Regions from separate parts of the Mus musculus genome. Here all the other regions are linked to region 1. The links are chromatin contacts, called in public promoter capture Hi-C maps. All regions are on one chromosome and are shown on one strand. The core of a region is the stretch at or near the end of the contact, and the rest is flanking DNA. Distances in the headings are between cores, read along the strand shown.

The links. Promoter capture Hi-C pulls out the DNA fragments that hold promoters and counts their contacts.
Region 2: a contact with region 1 is called in a promoter capture Hi-C map of liver, with 2.1 times the contacts expected there. The contact joins the promoter of Hbs1l here to the promoter of Sgk1 in region 1. A contact is called at or near these places in 5 of 39 promoter capture datasets (embryonic stem cells, hippocampal neurons, liver and 1 more) and 1 of 9 other capture datasets (liver).
Region 3: a contact with region 1 is called in a promoter capture Hi-C map of embryonic stem cells, with 5 times the contacts expected there. The contact joins the promoter of 4930455C13Rik here to the promoter of Sgk1 in region 1. A contact is called at or near these places in 1 of 39 promoter capture datasets (embryonic stem cells), 1 of 115 datasets of contacts at active chromatin or transcription factors (embryonic stem cells) and 1 of 9 other capture datasets (adipose tissue).

What each region holds. Positions count from the first base shown.
Region 1 is chr10:21,880,457-21,884,584 of GRCm38.p6, forward strand. Sgk1 (serum/glucocorticoid regulated kinase 1) reads left to right here and starts at 1,728. Exons shown (of 14, transcript NM_001161845.2): 1 at 1,728-2,251. The coding sequence starts at 2,183. Gm46215 (a long non-coding RNA gene) reads right to left here and starts at 1,822. Exons shown (of 3, transcript XR_001779732.1): 1 at 1,737-1,822; 2 at 1,242-1,294.
Region 2 is chr10:21,294,139-21,298,266 of GRCm38.p6, forward strand. Hbs1l (Hbs1-like (S. cerevisiae)) reads left to right here and starts at 1,841. Exons shown (of 18, transcript NM_019702.2): 1 at 1,841-2,038. The coding sequence starts at 1,996.
Region 3 is chr10:21,340,077-21,344,204 of GRCm38.p6, forward strand. It overlaps 4930455C13Rik (RIKEN cDNA 4930455C13 gene), which reads right to left and starts at 1,979. Exons shown (of 4, transcript NR_045352.1): 1 at 1,400-1,979. It overlaps Hbs1l (Hbs1-like (S. cerevisiae)), which reads left to right. Exons shown (of 18, transcript NM_019702.2): 6 at 1,638-1,903; 7 at 2,323-2,488.

The sequences.
Region 1 (4,128 bases), core at 478-2,977:
AAAATATATATATTTATCACCCACATTCAATAAATGGCTGTTATAACACTTTGTGAGGAACAGTGAAGAAAGGAACAGGAAAGAGATTGAATGGCTTTCACTGTTTTCTAATGAAACTTACTGAGGTATAATTTTACTGTGCAAAACAAATTCTTTTTCGTTTCATGATGAAGTTTGGTTCTTACTGTAGTCATTACCATAATCCCGATGGGGAACATTTCTTTCATCTTAGAATAATTCTCTTTGAGTTCTCTCTGGTGATTTTAGATGGCCCCTTTAGGAAAATCACGGCCTACTGAAGCTGTAGATTACATAATGTATCCTTGTGTCTTGTACAACTTCATCCATATCTCACCTCATAGAAACTCATACTCTAAAGGAACTCAGGCACCTCTTCCCCAGTTAATCCACGTTTCCCATATAAATGGTGTAACAATGTGGGTTTTGTTGTTGTTATTGTTCTGTTTGGGTGTTGTTTCTGGCTAGGATCCCATGAATTCTAGTCTGGCCTCAAACTCTGAGGATAAGCTTGCATTTCTGATCCTCCTACCTTTAACCTCCCAACTGCAGGGGTTCTAATCCCATGTTGCCACAGTGTCTGTCGCTGTTTTGTTTTTTCTTTTGTTTGTTTGCTTGTTTTGTGGTCCTGAGGATTAAACTCATGGTTTCATGCAAGCACTCAATCAACAATTATTTTTAAGGATAGTTCTAGTGTATTTCCTACCAGTGAACGCTTACTGGTTTTGGATTTGAATGCTATATTTGAATAGAATGAGATGTCAAACAAGTGATTGAGTGGCTGAATTAATGAATGAGTGAATGAATGAGTGAGTGAGTGAGTGATCGTGTATGTCTATCTCATAGACCAAAGTACAGCCGGAGGTGAAGTAGCTGATCAAAACCACATGCTAACAGGGACCCCAAACCTTTTTGCTATAAATCCTATTTAAAAAACAAAACAAAACTCATAAAATATCAGCATCAAAGAGCACAAGTGGAAACGAGCTACGCATAATTAAATGTTTTTGTTAAATGAATTCACTTTGCAGAGGTTCAGGATAAGTTGGGGCATGTAAAAAGACTCGTCCTTGCTTCCTGTGACTCCCTTAGCATTGAATGGATTCAGCACGAATTTTTGGTGAAGGTCTGGGCAAGGTTCTGCCTATTGGTTTTGCACACTTTGTTTCTGTTCATTGATTTTCTCTTACTGCCGGCTTCTCTGTTGAAAAGGGTGGGCTTACCTCCCCAGTTGTTCCTTCTAATGTCACAGCGGAAGGAAGGGCATCCGAGGACCCTACAGAGTAAGAGACCATTCACTGCTACACATGTGTAGGCACATTATTTTATTTTTCAAGGTTTCATAGGGCAGGAACACGTTTGATGCCCCCCACCCCCTGCCTCCGGGGCTTGGTATCAGAACCGGAATCTGAAGAACTTCATTGAGAATTACATTATTGGGTCTGCATTTTACTCTGGTTACCACATTGTTGCAAAGAAAAACCAATTCAAAGAACCCTCCCAAGGGAATCCGTTGTTCTGTGTTTTCTGTGTCTCCTGACCATCCTCTGATCTTACTCACATATGCATGCATGCATCCTTGCTCCTTCCTGCCTTGCTTTCTCTTTCCATTTACCTTTCTGAGGAGGCTCTCTCCCTTCCTCCTTCCCTCCCTCCGGCTTCAGCTCTTTCTTACTCCTTCCCCCAGCTGCTTAACTACAGCTCCCACTGGAACCTACACAATCAAAAACAGCTCTCCTCCAGCAGCCTCCAGCAGCGCATCACCTGGAGCAGAGCGAGTCGCTCGCTCCCCGCTCAGCCCGGGAGCAGCTCGGTAGCTGGGGGCGGGGACGGTACCCTGCTCTCGCCTGAGCGCCCGCCAGAGCATCTCTGGATAGATTTGCTGTATCCCGCCATCCGGCCCCGGGGTCCTGTTGTGGTGATGCTTACGTTTCAAAGCAATGATGGAAAGAGAAAAGCCATTGCCAGTGGCCTCTGAAAGTGGGGCGAGTTACTGCAGTCGCTGCCGCAGCAGGATGAGCGAGTGAAAAACTGAGCCCCGTTAGCCTCTCCATCCCGTTCGGTCTTCATTCACCGTCTCCAGGAAGGCGGATCGGGATACAGATGCAGTAAACCAAGCCGGTGCCACCCTGGATCTATAACTGTGAAGTCCCTTCTGTGGAAGATGGTAAACAAAGACATGAATGGATTCCCGGTCAAGAAATGCTCAGCGTTCCAATTTTTTAAGAAACGGGTAAGCCCAGGTTGTGGTTGTTGCTTTTGTTTTCTACGCTGCTTCTCTCAAATGCTTTTGGAGGCTTGCCTAGGGTAAGCCTCGGGTTTTGTTACTGAGCCCTTCGTGAAAGCAGAGCTTCTGGTGTCAGTGGTCAAGGTGAGCGCTGGCCCTGCTGAGATTCATATTTGTTGGGGGGTGGGTAGGGGAGATGTTGATGGAAAGGGGGGGCTCAGAGGAGTTGCATTGGAAGAAGGGGGTTGGGCCGAGATGCCTTCAAATGGGTTTAAGATGGGAACTGAGATTTCTCAATCAAAGCCATGCCCAGGATTACAAGGCAGTTTCAAAGACAGCTGGCCCGAGTGCAGTTAATAAGAAGCAATTTAGTCTGGGCTAATTAAGTAGCTCTCTCGCTCTTATCTTTGAAGGGTTCAACTTTGCCACACCTTCCCTCCGTCTCAAGGGCTGCTGCATTTTCGTCTTCAATTGTTAGAAGCAGCTTTGGCTCCTCAAATCCATTCTGCCACTATCTCTATCTTTGGGGTAAACAGGAAAGGACCAGAGTGACCTTTGACAGAAATGATGGACTCCCAACATCTCAAACCCTCTATTTCAAGTTGCCTCAATTTTGCCTAGCACACGTGCCCTTACCAAAAGAATAAGGGATAGCCTGTTTTATAGCCCAAACTATGATTGGGGGGGGGGGCGTGCGGGGAGGGTTCTGCTGCTATGTACATTTGCTGTATACATTTGTTTAAATTCCTTTCATTCATAATGTTAGTAATGTCATAGGGCTGTAAATGAATAGACCTTTCTCTGTTTCACAGATAAACTCAGTTCATTGCAATGGCCACACTGGAGGTCTGTGGCTCTGCAAATTTATACATGAGTGGGGACTCAGAAATGAGTGGTTGTTGGAAGACTGATCATTGACATCCTTATGGGGAGTGTCTCTTAAGCAATAGGAGGCTCCTGTAGCCCCAGTTGTGCCGTCCTATTTAGTGCCCGGGGCGGTCCTATCCAGCTGCTTCCTTCCATTCATTCACCCTTCCCTTCATTCAGGCCGCGTCTGTGTGTGCCGAAAAGGCAACAGAACGTAATGAATTACAGGCTGGGCTGGACGGCCTCCTAGCACTGAAGGGTCAAGCTGGAAAGGCAGGTCTGCAAACCAGCAGTCTGCAAGCGCCAGCAGGAGCTCTCTCACATCCTGGCTTAGAGATCCCCAAATCTATGGCCAAATGCAAACGATACGCACTAAATCTGAGTAACGCTAACTCCTGCAGCCAGTGTCAGTTGAGAGGTCTTTCCCCAGTAGAGTCTGCAAGTCAGCCCAGCTTCTTGGTCCTCCCGCACTACTAAGGTCTCCCCTGTAGTCAAAAGATACTTTTCCAAGGGAAGCACCCTTTTATTTAGTCCTTAAATTCTTTACTTCCTTCTAACTAACTAGCCAAAGTTTGCTGTTTTTTTTTTTTTTTTTTTTTTTTTTCTCTAGCTACATTGACCAAGCTGTCTTGAATGCCTGGGCTGAAATGATCCTCCTGCCTCAGTTTCTTGTGTATTGGAACTATAGGTTTAGGCTTATGAGCTTATGCCTATCTTAACTAATTTATTTGGTGCTATTAAGGGTATTTTGTTTTACAGTGCTGGGCCTCAAGCATGCAAGTCACCCCTCCCCCACAAGCCCCATCCCCAAACAGTGAACTACGTTCACAGTCCCTGGGGAGTTTAGAACCCTTTCAGCTATATATTGTCAGTCAACCAAGTGTCAGTTACATACTGTTTATTTATTATAATAGTTTCTTATTTTCTTTGCCATCAAAATATACTACTAGAAATCCCAGCTTGACATCTGGTTGCATTTTGCTTACGAGCATAATTTACCAGTGTGTTTCAGCCAG
Region 2 (4,128 bases), core at 591-3,090, 590 kb before region 1:
GACCTCCGGAAGAACAGTCAGTGCTCTTAACTCATCAGTCGTCTCACCAGCCCCACACTTTCAAGTTACAATCCATCACTGAGGGACATCAAGGTAGAAACTGAAGCAGAGACTGAAGCAGGAACTACAGGTGCAACTGCTTACAGGCCCGCTCTTCTGCTCATGCTTGGCTTGCTTTCTCTTACAGCCCAGGCCCCACTACTAAGGAGGTTGCCCTGTAGAGCAGACTGGAAACTCTTTGCATCAATCAATCAAGACATTGCCTCACAGGACAATTCTGATGAGGCAATTTCCAGGTGACTCTGAGTTATGTCACCTTGCCAGGGAAACTAACAAGTGTAAATAATATACCATTTTCAGGAATCAATACAGAACAGACTGGTCCACACACCCAAGTTATGTGTCATGTCTGAGGCAGGATTGTTTTCTTATTCACCCTACTAGTTATGTGGTCGGTTTATAACTCATTTACTTCAATAGCCGCATCAGTGACTTGTAATTAACAGCATTCACGTTTACAGTGGGATAGAAGCTGACCCTGGTTTTTAAGTTTTATGTACGTGACGTTGAGACAGGGTCTCAACAGTGCTGGTTGGCCTGGAACTCCCTGTGTAGCCAAGGATGACCTTGAATTCCTGGTCCTCCTGTCCCTGTCTACAGAGTACCAAGATTAAAGGAATTGAGCCACCAGGTCCAGCACATTTAGTACTCTTTAGCACTTAATGTCCTGTGCTAAGTCCTCTTACATGGGCAAATATTATTTATGAATTTGATAATGTATAAGATAATATCTTCACTTACAAAGAAATAGGCTGCAATGTGGAAATTATTTAAAGGTATAAAATAAAACACTTAAAAATCATAAAATTAGCATCTACTTTTTTTTTTTTTTGTCTATAAAGTTTTGCCTTGGAGCCATATGAAACATTGTGAGTTAAGAACACCATTGGGTAGTCAGTCAGAACTCAAATCTGAGCCCTTTACAAATATGGATTTAATTTGTGTTATCCTCATTGTTGTGGATTAGAAAAGCTGAGTAAGGTGGTGTTAGACATTCGCCTTTGATTCCAGGTCTTGGCATTGAAAGCACAAGCTACAATAAAATGGTTTGTTCAGTGTGATAATAAGGTTGATGTTTTTTACACAGCATTATTAGCCTTATGTTGTATGAAACAAGGATGTTTAATAACAGGTTATAGATTTATGTGTTATTATTACATCATAAGCACCCAAGGCTAGTTCTGTGTCTGAAAAGCTGTACTAAACACCCTTAGCAAGTTCACATATTTATGTATTCAATCAATGTCTAAGGCTTCCTTCTTAATTAATTCGTGCTAATGAAATATTTTACAAAGCTAAGGTCAGACAGTTGTTTACCAGAGCTGTTAATGAATTTAATATGGAGCCCATACCTGAAGCCATGAGTTACATGCGAAGCATATTGACCCAGTGTGGCTACATTTCAAAGCTAAAATTACTCATTCAAAAAGTTCCCTCTACAGCTTGGACTAATTATTATGCCAAATTTACACGTTTATTGATTGCCTATAGTGTTTACTAAGGCTTAAAAGCTGAAACAAAGTCCTTGTTTTTACTGAGCGAAATAGGCAGCTTTTCAGATGATCAAAAACCAAAGTTGGGAAATAATCCTGAAAACCGGTGTAGGTGAAGGATCCCGCTCAACAACCCTCTGGTTGCTTCATTTCTGGCCTTGAAGTCCACGTCAGTCAATTCGCTTGTGGGCGGGACCTCGCCCCCCCCCCCCCCCCGCCAGTTCGCGAGCGCGCACGCGTTCCCGGGAGGCCCGCAGTGACCCCGAGAGCTTGCCGTCGCCAAGTGCGCAGGTATGACGTCGCGCATGCGCGGACGCTCGGCGCAGAGGCCTGGCGGAAGACAAGATGGCGCGGCAGAGGTGTTCCGCCCGCGGTCTGCGCCTCGTCGGTTTCTGAGCCGAGTTTTTCTGGAAGGGACGGCGGCAGGCGCCGTCTGTGCGCGATGGCCCGGCATCGGAACGTCCGGGGATATAACTACGATGAAGGTGGGTGGTAAGGCCGCGCCGGCCGTGACCTTAGCTCTTCCAGCTGTCTCCATGGCCGCTTTACATCTCCCTGGAATCGAGCATGGACCCCGGAGCCACGCTCGCAATGGGATCTTCGGCGGAGAGGGAGCGGGCGGAGAGCGAGCAGGACCTGAGAGGAACACCCGGGGAGGAAGCCGGCGTGTTGTCTGCCTCCTAGCTGAGCTAGTTCACCGACCGGGCAGGGGTGTAGCATCTCCAGGGCCCATAGGTGTGGCGAGGTCGGGATCCGATGCTGTTCGTATCCAAGCGTCACCTCTTCTTTCCCTGTTTCCTGCGGGGATCCCGCAATGAGTTCCTGACGTCTGTCTCATAAGCCCTCCTTCAGACAAGCCCACGAGGCCGTAGTTAGAAAAGAGGCTGGCTTAGCGCTTACCTGCGGCCGGCCTACTACAAACGTCAGATTTATTTCGTTGTCCCCGTGTCCCTGCGTTTTTGACTGCTCCATTTTTTTCCAACGGATTTCAAAACTGGGGACGTGAGAAACAGAAAAGATTCTTGTTTAAAAGGGCTCAAGAAATTGGGTCGATTTGCTGATGTTCAGGTGTATAAATTCAGTTATTGGCAAACAGTGCTTAATGTAGATTGATTTTAAAAAGGAAATGGAAAAATAACACCAGCGGGGAGGTCATGAAAAAGGGACTCGCAGTTTGTTGGCATTGAGTGGATGATAATAAGCATCATTTAGCATCACAGAAGCTAAAAATAAACACAAATGTAAAGTGATGCAAGAATCCTAAAGACCTGCTGCTTTTTAAAATGGAGAAGATGCAATGTTTACGCAGGCGGTTGTTATTAACACCCCCTTTGGGGGGATTGTGAGCTTCAGTGTCCTCAACAGGTTTGACCAACCAACAACCTGGGCTGCATCTGGAGACTTTGACCCAGTCTGCCTGGAATATCTTACTTGGCAGGCATTCACTGTAAGAATACATAGTGTCTGTATAAAAGGCCTGGTGGACCACTACCACTAAGAAATGACTTTAGTCTGGAAGAGATTGTGTAGCTGTGAAATAAGGGACATTTATTACCAATATATTTCCTCAGCCAGTGATAATTGACTATTTAAGGGTACTGCTTAACACATGAGGACTGTTTACAGTAACAGCTGGTTAAAGCATGAGAGATTCCACAGTGTGATGACAGTAATATAGAAACGATGCAAAAGAGAGGGTCTAAATTAGAAGGGAAGGGCTGGGATTTCTGTGTAGCCTCTGAGTGCCGAATACCTTCTTACCTTGGCTACCTGAGGTCAGGTTTGATTCCTTTGTAACAATCAGTGACATCATAAGCAAGCGTAGCCTGTCTTGGGATGTTCCTCCCTTCCTGTTCATAAAAGTTCATTTTCCATTTTCTTCTTCCCAGTTAGGCTTCCTTTTGGGCTTTCAGTAATTAAAACTTCACAAAAGTATTCTAATTTCATTAGAGTTAGTCTGTGGACAAAAAACCTGTTGGCTCCTCTGTGTAACACCTGCGTTACTTTACCGTTTAATTCCAAGTACTTTTCAGGACTGCCTCTATCTATAGGTTTTTGTTTTGAGACAGTTTCATGTAGCCCCTGTTGGACTTGTCATCGCGGTATAGCCAAGGGTGATGAACATAATCTTTCTGCCTCTGATTCTGTCTCCCAAGTACCAGATGATGGGCTGGCAGGCCTGGTTTATACAGTGCTGTTGGAACCTAGGACTGTGCATAAAGGGAGAGCAGCCGAGCTATGTTTGCAGACTCTCTCCCATAGTTTAACAGCCTTTAATTGTATGTCTGCTTCAGGCGTGGTGGGATACCTTACGTGTAGTAAATCCCTCCAATGTTTTGTTGAAGAAGTGAAGCACTTTAGGAAGACCACGGGAAGAGTTCTCTTCATATTTGTATATTGTCATGCTTGAGGTTCACCGAACTAGCAAAAGTGATTTATAATATCTAAAGATGTATGTTTTGGGGTTATGAGTGAAATTTAAATTTGGGATTACATTCTGATTTAATTTAATCTTACATGTTTTTATCCAGTTAAAGCAGTCACACAAATTTTCTTTGCCACAGCCCTTGGTCTT
Region 3 (4,128 bases), core at 729-3,228, 540 kb before region 1:
ATCCTAATACTCTAGAGGTTGTGGCAGGGGAGCCTAAGTTTTAGACCAGCTTTGGCTACATAATGAAACTGCCTTAAAAACATAAGCAGACAGACATGGACACACGAATAACACTGGACAAATATTTCTTGAATAATGGAACATGAAAAACTAAAATGTATAGGTTGTTTAACCTGAGTTCAACTTTTTTCTGACTTTTTGTTTTGTTTTTGGTTTTTGTTTGTTTGTTTGTTTGTTTGTTTTCTGAGACAGGGTTTCTCTGTGTAGCCCTGGCTGTTCTGGAACTCACTTTGTAGACCAGGCTGGTCTTGAACTTAGAAATCCGCCTGCCTCTGCCTCTGCCTCTGCCTCCCAAGTGCTGGGATTAAAGGCATGAACCACCACACCCTGCCCTTTTTCTGACTTTTAAATGAGCAAATTACTTTTCGGATTAAGTCAAGTATGAAGGGCAGACCTAGCAGGCACACCCCCGCCACACCAGTGCTCTAGAGGCTGAGGCAGGCAGGTCACCATGCGTTCTAGGCTGACTATGTCCTGAGTGTCAGGTCAGCCAGTGACTCACTACATTCTGTCTCAGAAAGAGTCCAGACATATATAACAGAAAAGCATATAACAGCCATGCTTTCTCAGAATGATAGACCCTAAACAATGACCATGCGGATGGCCCAGGGAGACGGTAGCCGTGTTTGCTAGAAGCCTTGCTGCCTGTGATTCCCAGTAACCACCTGGTGGAAGAAGAGAACCACCAACACCCTTTAGCTGTTCTTCGACCTACACACACATGTGAAAACAAAAGCTACCAAGAGTTCAAGAAATCACATTTATAATGTGTTGAGTTTTCTTGAAAGCCCATTTGATCCAAAAATTCATTTTTGGCTATACCATTGCATATACACCCAGTCCTGGCCATAACATCACAAATACACATTCCTGATTCTGACTGACTGTGGAAGCTAAACTAAGCTAGAACTTGGATGAGAGAATGTAAAATACACGCTGGCAATTCATTTCTCTCCATGTACATGTGTAAGAGGTAACTCATTGCTTAGAGCACAGTCTGCTTTACTAATACTGAGAATTGTAACTCTACCTCTAGACATGTAAGTAGAACTGATTGAGACATCAAGTGCAGGACAGATAGTCAGTACACAGTCTGGTAAGTCTTAGTGTCCAAGTCAAGGAGATTACTCCTTTAGATTTATAAACAGATGGTTCCACTTTTGGAAAGGTCGTTTAGAAATAAGAAATCAAGTTAATTAAGATCATAAAATTATATGACAAAGTGTCTGAAACATTGTTACCAATTTATTCTTGCCGTTCTAGCAGTGGGTGTAGGCCTGGGCCCAGAATGGGCATTTTTAGATCTTAGAGACATTTGAAAGTTTAAAGCTGTGTTTACCTCTTAGGATGCAGCAGCGTTGCTGCCTGCTGTCTGCCAGGGCGGAGTCTTCATGTTTAGTAGACACCTAGGGTTCCCAGTGTTCGTTTGTGTGGATTGGCTCTGGTCACTTCTCTTTTCCAGCTTGACAGACCTGAGACCCAGAATATCAGGGGTTGCCAAGAGATACCCCTGCCCCCTGACTCAGTTGGGCAGTGTCTGAAATGACTTTCTCACAGTTTTTCTCATCTTTCTGCAGCTTAACTTCTGAGGAAAATGGACTCAGTGTGCGCGCTCCTCACAAAGGGCCTCCTGGTGATGATGTGAGCGTAGCTTCTCCTAACATTCCTGAGACCGGCACTCCAAAATCTGCCCTCCCACCTCCTTCCCTTCAAACATCAGAAGAGCTGGGCTCCACTCCGACACCAGTGAGAAAGTCTGGCAAGCTGAGGCAGCAGATAGACGTGAAAGCGGAATTGGAAAAGCGGCAGGGCGGGAAGCAGCTCCTCAACTTAGTGGTCATTGGTATGCCCTTGTTCTGCCCGCCGGGTTAGCAGGACCGCGGCAGGAGGCGCCCAGCCTCTTGGAGCAGTGTAGGCTTAAATAAAGCAAAGAGGCATTGCATCATAATGCATTCTGGTCACCCAGGGTGCAATGGGGCCGCGTTACCAAGGAGGGCATCATCGGACTTAGCTTGTGGCAGTTTTATGTAGTGAACATTTTGAAAATGGGATGCATCTCCCCCCCCAAAAAAGGGAAACTTTGCCCTCTCTAAAACTGTGTGTGCAGTCCTCACCCCCTCCCCCATTTAGGTGTTTTAACCTTGATAGAAATTGGTGTTTGTTATACTAAATACTGACGCACGCTGTTGAATTAGTGTTGCAATGCCTCAATGTGAGCATCTGAAATGTACCTAGTATTAACCCTGAATCAATTTTCCTTAGGTCATGTTGATGCTGGGAAAAGTACTCTGATGGGCCATATGCTTTATCTTCTGGGTAATGTAAACAAAAGAACTATGCATAAGTATGAGCAAGAATCTAAAAAGGCTGGCAAGGCTTCATTTGCATATGCGTGGGTCTTGGATGAAACTGGAGAAGAAAGGGAAAGGTAGCCGCTATGTTTCAACGCTTTTAGTCTTTAAAATAAGTGGGCACTGGAAGTTGAATGTGTAACACATAAATGCATCAGCGAGACGTTCAGAATTCCTTTTGTTTGTCATACTTTATTCTGTGAGAAGAAGGTTAAGAGAATATTTATCCCAAACCCAACAAGGAGGAGCACCGGCAGACAGCAGTGCTGGACGGTGAGGCTCCCTGAGTGGGTCTTGCTGTGAGCCAGTGGAGTTGGCAGTTGTTGCTCCCTCGGCATATCCGGTTGTTAAAGTCGGATCTGACTCAGTCTTGCACCAGGTTTTAAAGGAACTGCCCAGCAGGTCCAGACTACAGGCTCACAATTCCATTCTCATGAGACACACACTCACAGTCCAGAAAGAAACAATTGAATCTATCTTGTCAGTTATTCTTTCAGTGTCTCTCGGGGCTTAGTGCTAGTTTAGGTGGATTCTAGCAGAAGGATGAAGATACTCGCGTATCTCTGGCCAGTTACCTCTTCTGAGGTAATTTAAAGCATAGACGTATATCACATTTAAGGCTATCAGACGCGGAGAAGCAAACTCTGTCTATGTAAGATACAGAACAACTAAGTTAAAATAATGACCAACACGCACAGGGTGTCAGAATCCTAAGTTAACGGTCGAAACATCTCTCAAGTCTTTAATCTGATTATGATTAGAGAGTATATGTGCGTTTGCAGACTTTTCTCTGCATGAGTTCATTTTCCTGCAGTCCCTGTCTCCATTATGTGTAAGGCAGTTCGCTAACCCAGGTTGCATGAGTCTAGTGCTTCTCATAGCTGGGTGTTTGTATCCTCATGGTATTTCTCCCTTATATAGCTTTTTCTCTGTATATTATTATGACCCTGCTTCCTACCCTTACACAAAAGCTTAACCTGTCAATTCACTGAGAAACAGTGAAGCCCAAGTAATTCCCACCGGTCTAACAAACAGACTATCAAAGTATACAGCTTTTATTTCCTTTGTGTAACCTGATCCTGTAGATTAGTAGACTGAGAAGAGTGTAATTTAAGGGGAAGGGCTTAGTAAAATTTACTTAATTATGTGGGTTGAGCTGCAAGTGAGCTAATTGCACTTGCTCCTAAAATGACCAGTTTTTTTCTTTTTTAGTTTTCCAGCTATACTATCTACTTACTGTGGTGCTATTGTGGCCACTAGCTTTGCCTTTCTCACCATGGTATAATTTAGACTGTTCTGTCGACAGCTTCGGAGTACATATTACAAGATTTTAGCTCACTCCACAATATATTGTAGAATGGCATTTTTAAAACTGCTATGTTCTTTAAATATATTTGAAATGTTAAATATTTGCAAATCTATGTTGAAGAACAGATACTAATAGCCGGGTAGCATTTTTGTATCCTTGCGGAAGGATACGAAAGGTTCAGACATAGACAAGGCTGAGTCAAGACTGCAGTGGGTCAAACACTTGAGGGAGGAGCTGCGTCTTGACTCCTTCCTAAGTTTTCTAAAGTGGCCTCTGGGCATTAGCTATTAAGAACAGTAACCAGGATTAGACATCACTTAGACAAGCTCAAATGGCTTGACTAAGGAAACCACTTTCCTGACTGCCTCGGCAAACTGGAGTTGATTGTTGTGGTGTTAGTACTGTTGC